Regions from separate parts of the Canis lupus genome. Here region 2 is linked to region 1. A link is a contact called in public Hi-C data. All regions are on one chromosome and are shown on one strand. The core of a region is the stretch at or near the end of the contact, and the rest is flanking DNA. Distances in the headings are between cores, read along the strand shown. Region 1 overlaps RIPOR2 (rho family-interacting cell polarization regulator 2). Region 2 overlaps RIPOR2 (rho family-interacting cell polarization regulator 2).

Region 1 (3,987 bases), core at 969-3,468:
TGAGACTCCTAGATCCCTTCACACGCAGGATGTCCATTTGGGCAGCAGAGTCCTGGGTGGCTCAGTTTTCTCAAGCTGCCATTCACGATCCTTGAAGTCTAAGTTCTTTTCATATCATTTTATTTATTATTTTAAAAAAGATTTTTATTTACTTATTCATGAGAGACACAGAGAGAGGCAGAGACACAGGCAGAGGGAGAAGCAGGCTCCCTGCCGGGATCCCCATGCAGGACTCGATCCCAGGACCAGGATCACGACCTGAACCGAGTGCTCAACCACTGAGGCACCCAGGTGTCCCTTGAAACATGTTTTTATATTAGTTTAAACATGATTTAACCCGTGTAAAGATGACGAGGATGGTATCACAATCACACAATTTATTCTGCCTTTTGTGACTGACTAGCCAGGGTTAAGAAGATACACGGGGTCCGGGGAGGCTTTAAAAAGCACCGACCACTACCTGCCAGTAGATGGCAGCAACTCACCAGCTCCCTCTGCCCCCCTACGGGAGAGCCAGGCCACCTGGGACTCTTCTAACTAGAACACAACAAGGCACTTTAAAAGATTTCCTGAAATAAGAGTAGAATTTAAAAAGTCAGAAAAAAAATAAAAAAATAAAAAGTCAGTTTACCCTAATCATTTTCTGGAAGATTTAGTCTTTTTTTTTTTTAATATGTCATTAAAAAAAAAGCACAACTCACTGGTTTTTAGAAGTCAGAATGGTCAGACATGCCAATTCTAAGAAAATCCAAAGTGCACTTTAAAACTTCTGCAAAGGGCACCTGAGTGGCTCAGTGGTTGAGCATCTGCCTGTGGCTCAGGTTGTGATCCTGGGGTCCTGGGATCCAGTCCCGCATCAGGCTCCTGTGGGGAGCCTGCTTCTCCCTCTGCCCATGTCTGTGCCCCTCTCTGTGTTTCTCATGAATAAATAAATATAATCTTAAAAAAATAAAACCTCTGCAAAGGGGCACCGAGCAGCTTAGTTGGTTGGGCACCCAACTCTTCATCATGATCTCAGGGTCATGAGATCCACCCCTTGTGGGGCTCTGGACTCAGTAGAGAGTCTGCTTCAGGATTCTCTCTGCCCCTCCCCCTACTCATACTCAAGTGCTCTCCCTAAAATAAATGTAAATCTTTAAAAAAGTAAAATAAAATAAAACCTCTGCAAATTAGTTTAGGTTTCATCCATTGCCAGATTACCTCTGCAATTACAACAGAAGCCTGGTTAAAAAACAAAAAAATCCCCTAAGCAACTGACCTGGAATCAGTGCTGGATAAAGACATATAAAGGGGAAAATCTTTTGAAGGTTTTTTCCCCTCTCAAAATTACCAAAAATTTCATATCTGAACTTATCCAACTGGGAGAAAGGTACTTGGTACTGAGGTTTTTGAGTTTATAAGCCCATGTTATTAAAGTGAAATGTCTCGAAATTGCTTATAGCGGGCCTGATTACAACCATAGTGGAGTCAACTGGCACCAGCCAGGCAGAGGCAGTCCTGGTGCTGTGTTTCCTAAAGTTCTAGCTGCTGGTCTAAGCCCATCACTGTACTGGTTGCAGAACTGAAACCAGCAGTGGGGCAATTAGAGTTACAGCTTGATGTCTTTTAAACCTGGCCAGAGGCCTGCTGGGATTTTCACAGCTGGGGAAAGCTTCATGTTTTCTCAGAAGTTTTGCGATTGCTGTTGCACTGTCTAGAAAGCTTTCATCCTGGCCACTCTACAGACCATCGGGAGGTTAGCAACCAGGAATGGTCAGGGCAGGGGGCTTTTATTTCTGTGGTGCATCTTCCTGTACCTTTTGGCTGTTTTACTGTAAACACCTATTACTGATCAAATGCCCTTGTCTGGAAGTCCCAGACGCCACAGCATGTAGCCACCCACCCTTTCCTTTCTTGGCTCAGAGACTTCTCTGCCAGAAGAATGCTCCCCAGTTTTTGCTACTTCTATGATGATCTTCCTTTCCAAAGATAAAAAATATCACACCTGTTGACAGCATATACACACAGAAAAGGATGGCTGGGTATTCGTGACAATTTTAATGGTGTTTAGCACTGGGTAGAACAATTATGAAGCTAAGGAAGTCACACTTTCTATTCCAAGGAAAAGAGCCAAGCAGCTGAAGGGCCGGGAGCGCTGTTACAGGCCTTCCTGATTTATTGACCAGGCATAAATAATGCAGATTTACTAGCTCCCAGGTAGCTCTTCCCTCTGCCAAGGCCTGGCCTGCCCTGCAAGCTGGAGAGGCAGGCAAGGGTTGAAGATCCACCCCACCCGGAACCTCACTGGAATGAAGCAGTAGCTAGGAGAAGAAATAGTTTTCCTTCAGAAATCACATCTTTTCACGTAGGTCCTGGTTAACACAGTGCTCCCCCTGTAGCCTGACATTCAAGGCAGATTTTTCAACATGCTTTTCCCTCTTTGGTGAATGCTATTCCCCTGCTGTTCATCCACCCAGAGCAGTCCCTCTGGTTCTAATTCAAAGGTTACCCTGGGAAGCCTTCCTGCTTCCTTCCTGCTTCCCTCCCCCGAGACAGGTGAGTGGCACTCCCCTTCCTGCTCTTACCCTGGGGCAGGGGGCTTTGGAGACAATCTGGCCACCCCATTGGTCATTTGTTCCATTGAATTAGAGCATATTGGCTCAGTGTCCACTTTTCTCCAGGGGACTCTGGGAGTCAAGGCCAGGGGCCGTTCAGCAGGATACAGCCTAGTGCTTGGCACTGTAACCCATCAGTTGTTTTTATCACCAATGCATCTGCACCCCCAGGGGCCACACACACACACACACACACACACACACACACACACGCCCAAAAGGGTTGTTTATTCTGTGTTGGGTGGGGTAAAACGGGAAGTGTGGAGGGTGTGGCAGGAGGAAGTTGGGTTACCAGGTCTGAGAAAATTATGAAATATCCTCAGCTTATGTCACTGTTGTTTGCTGGGGGTGCTTATGTTTTATCAGAAGGAATAACAGATAAGAAAATAGCTGATTGCAAAGATGTGAAATTTCTTGGCAGTGTGAGATGTCTTCCCTTCCTCAGGAGAGGAAGACTTCCAAGGCAGTGTTCCCTTTGAAAGGCTTCATAGTTGTCATTTCTGGGTTTTCATGTTAGATTAGGGAAGTGAAAAGGGAGAATAATCTATAATGAAAAGAGAGAGTAAGTTTCAGGCCTCGAGTCCCACTAGCGGAAACCGAGAGCCCAGACACAAGCTATGGAAGTGGACCAGGTGGGAGAGAGAGAACAGGGAGAGGCAAAGATGAAAAGCTCGGTGAATGGGAGGCCCTGTCAGCACACCAGGATGACCTTGTAGGACTTGGTGCTATTATGTAGCTGGTGCCCAGATCCCTCTGTAGATGGGGGTGGGGGGTGGGCACCAGCATCATCCTCTCATTTGCCACCATGCCTGAAGCTCCTCACCCACGAGGCCTGTGTTCTGGGTCAGAGAAGACCCTCCCACAGAGGAGGAGGCCGTGCTTTGAGCAACAGCTTCTAGTATGGGCTCTGCTCTGTTAGAACTCCCCTACTTGGGGCACCTGGGTGGCACTGCCTTTGGCTCAGGGTGTGATCCTGGGGTCCTGGGATTGGCCAGCATTGGGCTCCCCATAGGGACCCTGCCTCTCCCTCTGCCTAAGTCTCTGCCTCTCTCTGTGTCTCTCTCGTGAATAAATAAATAAAATCTTAAAAAAAAAAAAAAAAAAAAGAACTCTCCTCCTCGTAGGAGACTGGGCATGGGGATGGACTCGGAGCAGGAGCCCTGGAATTCAGACTCAAGCTGGACTCTAACTCACTATGTGACTTCTGAGACAAGTCACTGAACACCCTTTCCCACTAATAAAAAGGGGGAAATCATCACCCTGCCCAAAACGGATGCATTAGGTAACAGTGAGCATCTGAAATCGGGGCAACCTGGCACTCTGCATGTTAACAGTAGGATGCGTGTGACCCGAGGCTCTTGAACTGAGAGACCGGCCCAGTCCGGATGGATGG
Region 2 (4,552 bases), core at 1,717-4,216, 150 kb after region 1:
AACACATATGTATGCCTAAAGACTTAAATATGAATATTCATTAGCAGCATCTTCCATGACAAAATACAGAAACATCTTAAATGCCCATGAACTGAAAAAATGGGTAAACATAATGTGATACATCCATACAATGGACTATGACTTGGTCACAACAATGATGTATTGACACATGCTACAAGATAGGTGAGCCCTGAAAACACCATGCAAAGTGAAAGAAGTCAGACACAGAAGATTATAGATTGTATGATTCCGTTCATATGAACTGTTCAGGATATGCAAATATTCAGAGATGGAGAGCAGATTAGTGGTTGCCCAGAGCTAGGGAAGGGGGCGGGGAAATGAGGGACTGCTAACGGGAAAGGGGTTTCTTTTGGGGGGTGATGAAAATATTCTGCAATCAGGTAGTGGTGATGGCTGCACAACTTTCTGAATATTTTAAAAAGTATGGAACTGTCTGCTTCAAAAGGGCAGATTTGATGGGATGTGAATTATATCTCATACAACTTTAAAACAACAACAACCTGGGACTCACAAGATCCCTGCATCCATGGAAGGGTGTTCCCAGATCACCAGTTATTCTCTTATCTGCAGAAGGTGAGCTGATTAAGCAGCACCCCACTGTCAATCACTAGAAACCTTAGATTTATTCCCCTCTCCTTTTATTTCAGAGGTAAGCATCAGCAGAACATGCTCCAGCACAGAATGAGGTGTTCATTAGAACACACAGAAATAGCATCCCACCTACCGAATATCTGTCATCTCTGTTCAGATTACTTCTCTCTCTTTCTTGCTCTCTCTCTCTCCTTAAAAAAAAAAAAATCATCAAATACATGTAGATCCCCAACAGGATGCTGTAACTTTTGATTGGATAATACTCAGGTCATATTCTCTGAAAGCTCAGTGATTTTTTTTTTCCTGGAACCACAGTATGTCAGTGGTGGTCTGAAGACGGTGGGTGGTCCTTGACTAGTCAGTAAATCAAGTGTTGACAACTCCCTTGGTGGCAGTGCAGGGTAGGGCAGGGGAGATGAAGGAGGAGGCCGTGGGGTGGGGAATGGGGAGCTGGGCAGGGAGAGTCTGTTCTACTGGAGAAGGGCAGACACTTTTGCACAAGGGGGCTATTATAGGAGATAATATAAGCTGGAAATCTGGATTTTTAAAAAAAAATCTGAAGTTTTCATTTTGTAAATGCATTTTTTTAAACAAAGTATTTGTGGGCAGAGTTCCAAGCGGAGGCTCCAAGTGTGTGACCTAGGCTCTAGGTGGTCTCTGCCCTGGTGCTTTTGTGCGACTGACATGAGAATTTCAAATCAGAAAGTGAGTGTTGACATGGTCCTGGAAGTTGATCTAGTTCAACCTCCCACTGCATATTAAAATCTTGTCTATGACAGATGGCCATTCTGCATTTAAGTAAGTTAATAATTCAAGCCAGAAATGTGGAGTTTCTTTGGGGGCTTCTTAATAAAAAGAACTGTAGGTTATGGGTTAGGTAGGAAGGTGGAGGTAGAGCTGGATTGAGGGCGTCAGGCCTCATGTATGGGCTGGAAGGGGCTTCAATGTAGACTTTTTTTTTTTTTTGGATTACTCTCTCTTATGACCACCTTAGTATTTTTTTTTTAAACCCTAATTCATTAAAGTGTATCAGCATGTGTGGGTCTTAGTTTTTCTGAATTCCCAAAAGGAAATCAAATTTTTGACCTGGAGTGGCTCTCAGAACTACTAATGTCCGAATTCCTCATTTTACTAAGATCCATAGGCTTAAGCTCTTTGCTCAAAGAGTGTCAGACATTGGTGGCCAAAACCTCCTGTCATTAATATTTCTTTCAGCGGGTCGAGAGTAAGTCATGAATAGGATCCAAAGGTAAGTATGATCATGTTGAAATTTCCTGTAGACTTTTGCAACTGACTCTCTCAGCACTCATGTTTTTTTTTCAGAGATATAAAGATTTATAAAAAAACATAAAAACCCCAAAGCCAACAAAACCCCCTATTTATTTGACTTTTTGAGCTATCTTAATGGAATCTTGGGATAACATACAAAGTTACTTATTCATAGAACCCACTAGAGATTGATTACTCGTGATTCTGAAGATGGTATTGGCATAAGCTGCAGAGATCTCCACAGCTCACTTCACTGGTTTCCATCTTCCCAATAAAACCCATTTGCAAGCTGCTGCCAAATGTTGGATTAACTTGTGTTTTGCTTCCTTTATTTGCCATCTGAGGAGACTCAAAAGAGAGTGGGAAGGATAAGGAGGAGACATGAAGGGCTCCAACAGTGAATATAGTCAGTCCATCCTAGCGTAATTGAAATTGTGTGACATTTGGCACAAACCACTAGGAGTTGAGTTCTTTTGGTCACTAGAGATAAGGAGAAACAGGGCCCAGCAACAAGCAGGTGGATCAACAGCAAGGGGCCTGTGGGATCCTGCCTTTGGCTTGCATGGTTGGGTCCCCGCCCCCTCCCGGTATAGCACCTACATACAGATTTGACAAGCCAAAATAAGAATACAAATGCAGGCAGTCACCATGACTCCTTATTAAATATAGAGATAGTTATGAGCCAATTAAAAGTCAACAGAGAAAATAAATAAATAAGTAAAAGTCAACAGAGGCTCAGTTCCGGTAATCATCAAGATTTTCATTCCTCCCCTGCATTTATACTGGGTCCTTCTCTTTAATTATACAGAGTCGCCCTCAAATATTGAAATGATAGGCTGGCACACCATTGCTTCAGCAGGGGATCAGAGCTTTTGAGCTTTATCATTCATGGTAGCCAAATGCTACATTTCAGCCTGTTTCTGCTCTTAATGCAGTTGGGAACCTTTGAAACCCTTTGTGGGAATCCAAGGTAGGGGGGGAAATAGTCTGGCAAATTCTGACAAGCATCTCTTCAAGAGCACATTTGTACTCTGCTAAAAAGCCCAGGCCAACTGCTGCTGGGTCGTCATGGCAACAGACATACACACCATTTACACATCAGCTCCTGAAATGAGCAGGAAATCACAAAACCTTTCTGACATGAGAGGAGGTATCATCCATGCAGCCTAATGAAATGGTGTCTTCTGTTTTCTAAGGGGCTCCAGCAGGCATGCTTCCCTCCTTATGTCCTCTTTGTAACCCCGTGGAGAATTCATGGCATCTCCCCCACTCTGGGCAGACTTCAGGACAATTCAGTTAGTCACATTTAACAAACCCGCATTTCCTTTTCAAAGCCTGTTTACTAATTGATGCCAAACAGTATTATAGTAATTGGAGAAAAGAAAGAAGTGCCTCTCTTGCTTATTCCTCCTGGAAATAAATTTCCCTAGCTTTCCATGGAGGTTCTGTGGAGCACTCTTCTGCATGGGGGGGCGAGGAGGTGGGGGAAGTGAAGGTCTTTCATATGCCTGCAGAAAGAGGGGCTAATCATGGCTTAAAAGCCTTCTCTTGAAAATGGACTTCTAAAAATACTAAGTAGCTATTCACTCAATTCTTCCCAAGGCATAGAGCCTTAACAATAGGATGGACCTGTAGGAAATAAATCCACAACAATGGAAAATTTAGACTGTGGGGAAGCTGGATCCCTCCAGGTATACCTCAGTGATTTCAAGTGGAGGAGAAGGATGGAACACATCCCCTCCATTAGCCTGGAAGGGAAGCCACGGGAGCTCTATTCATAAGAAGTAAAATTAGCTGTACATTCAATTTGCATGACATTTGTTATTGCAATAAGCATTCCACAGCATGACTTAAATGCCCCCCCAGAAATACCAAAGAGGAAAGAGAAGGAAGGAAAAGAAAGGGTTTGATCCATTGAATTGCAAATAGTCATGAATCCAGGAACATCTAGCAACTGACGATGCAATGAATGTCAGAAGCAACGCACAGCTAATGAAAGTTCCAGGGCTGATGGGGATAAACTTTCCTCCACCGTTCCATTACTTTTTTCTTTCCTATAATTATAAACATTCATCACATAAGCTCTGACTTTAAAATGTCAAACTGTCTCCTTGTAGTTTTCGTTTTTCACCTTGCAATTTAAAAAAAAAATAATTTTACTGATTCCAATTTTTATTTCAATAACAATCCCAGGAAAAAACCCTAGGGATAAGGATTCCTTCACTGTCTGGAGGTATTATAACACCTGCTAGATACTGCACCTAAACACAGTAGGTCAACAACCTATAGGGGAGAAAAGCTTAAAGAAACTAGATAGTTTCTCCCAGAGATTTCAAACTGTCATCCAGTCAAGTGGCAGACATTTTGGGGGGTTGGGGAAGGTAACACAGTGTTAAAAGAAATGACATAAATGCCTTTTTGTGTCTGGCTCTGCAGTTTGCCACAGAGACCCCATTACAGGATGTATTTATTTAATGGTTAATTTTGCTCTACTGGTTATTTTCCCTTTTGTCATTTTGTAACACATGCCAACCCTCCGCCTAGTTTTTTTTCTCTGAAAAAATGAAATGAATATATGAAGACTCACTGGTACTGAAAAAAATCAAGGTGTTGACAGAAATATGTGGTGATGTTTACTTTTTTACTTTTTCTCTGTAGACACTATGTAGGA

Evidence for each region. Hi-C and Micro-C count contacts between places; a contact is called where the count stands out from the background.
Region 2: a Hi-C map of blood shows a contact between it and region 1, with 5 times the contacts expected there. The contact joins two enhancer-like sites. A contact is called at or near these places in 2 of 9 Hi-C or Micro-C datasets (both in blood).

Annotation. Positions count from the first base shown.
Region 1 is chr35:24,274,588-24,278,574 of UU_Cfam_GSD_1.0, forward strand. All of the region lies in intron 8 of RIPOR2 (rho family-interacting cell polarization regulator 2), which reads right to left. Among named protein-coding and RNA genes, the nearest start is that of ARMH2, 46 kb to the left of the region's middle. Within about 2 kb of position 2,219, at least 6 of the 20 cell types and tissues checked have an H3K27ac peak or open chromatin away from gene starts, as enhancers often do. A contact at or near this core is called in blood, where this site is marked.
Region 2 is chr35:24,425,930-24,430,481 of UU_Cfam_GSD_1.0, forward strand. All of the region lies in intron 1 of RIPOR2 (rho family-interacting cell polarization regulator 2), which reads right to left. Among named protein-coding and RNA genes, the nearest start is that of RIPOR2, 26 kb to the right of the region's middle. Within about 2 kb of position 2,967, at least 2 of the 20 cell types and tissues checked have an H3K27ac peak or open chromatin away from gene starts, as enhancers often do. A contact at or near this core is called in blood, where this site is marked.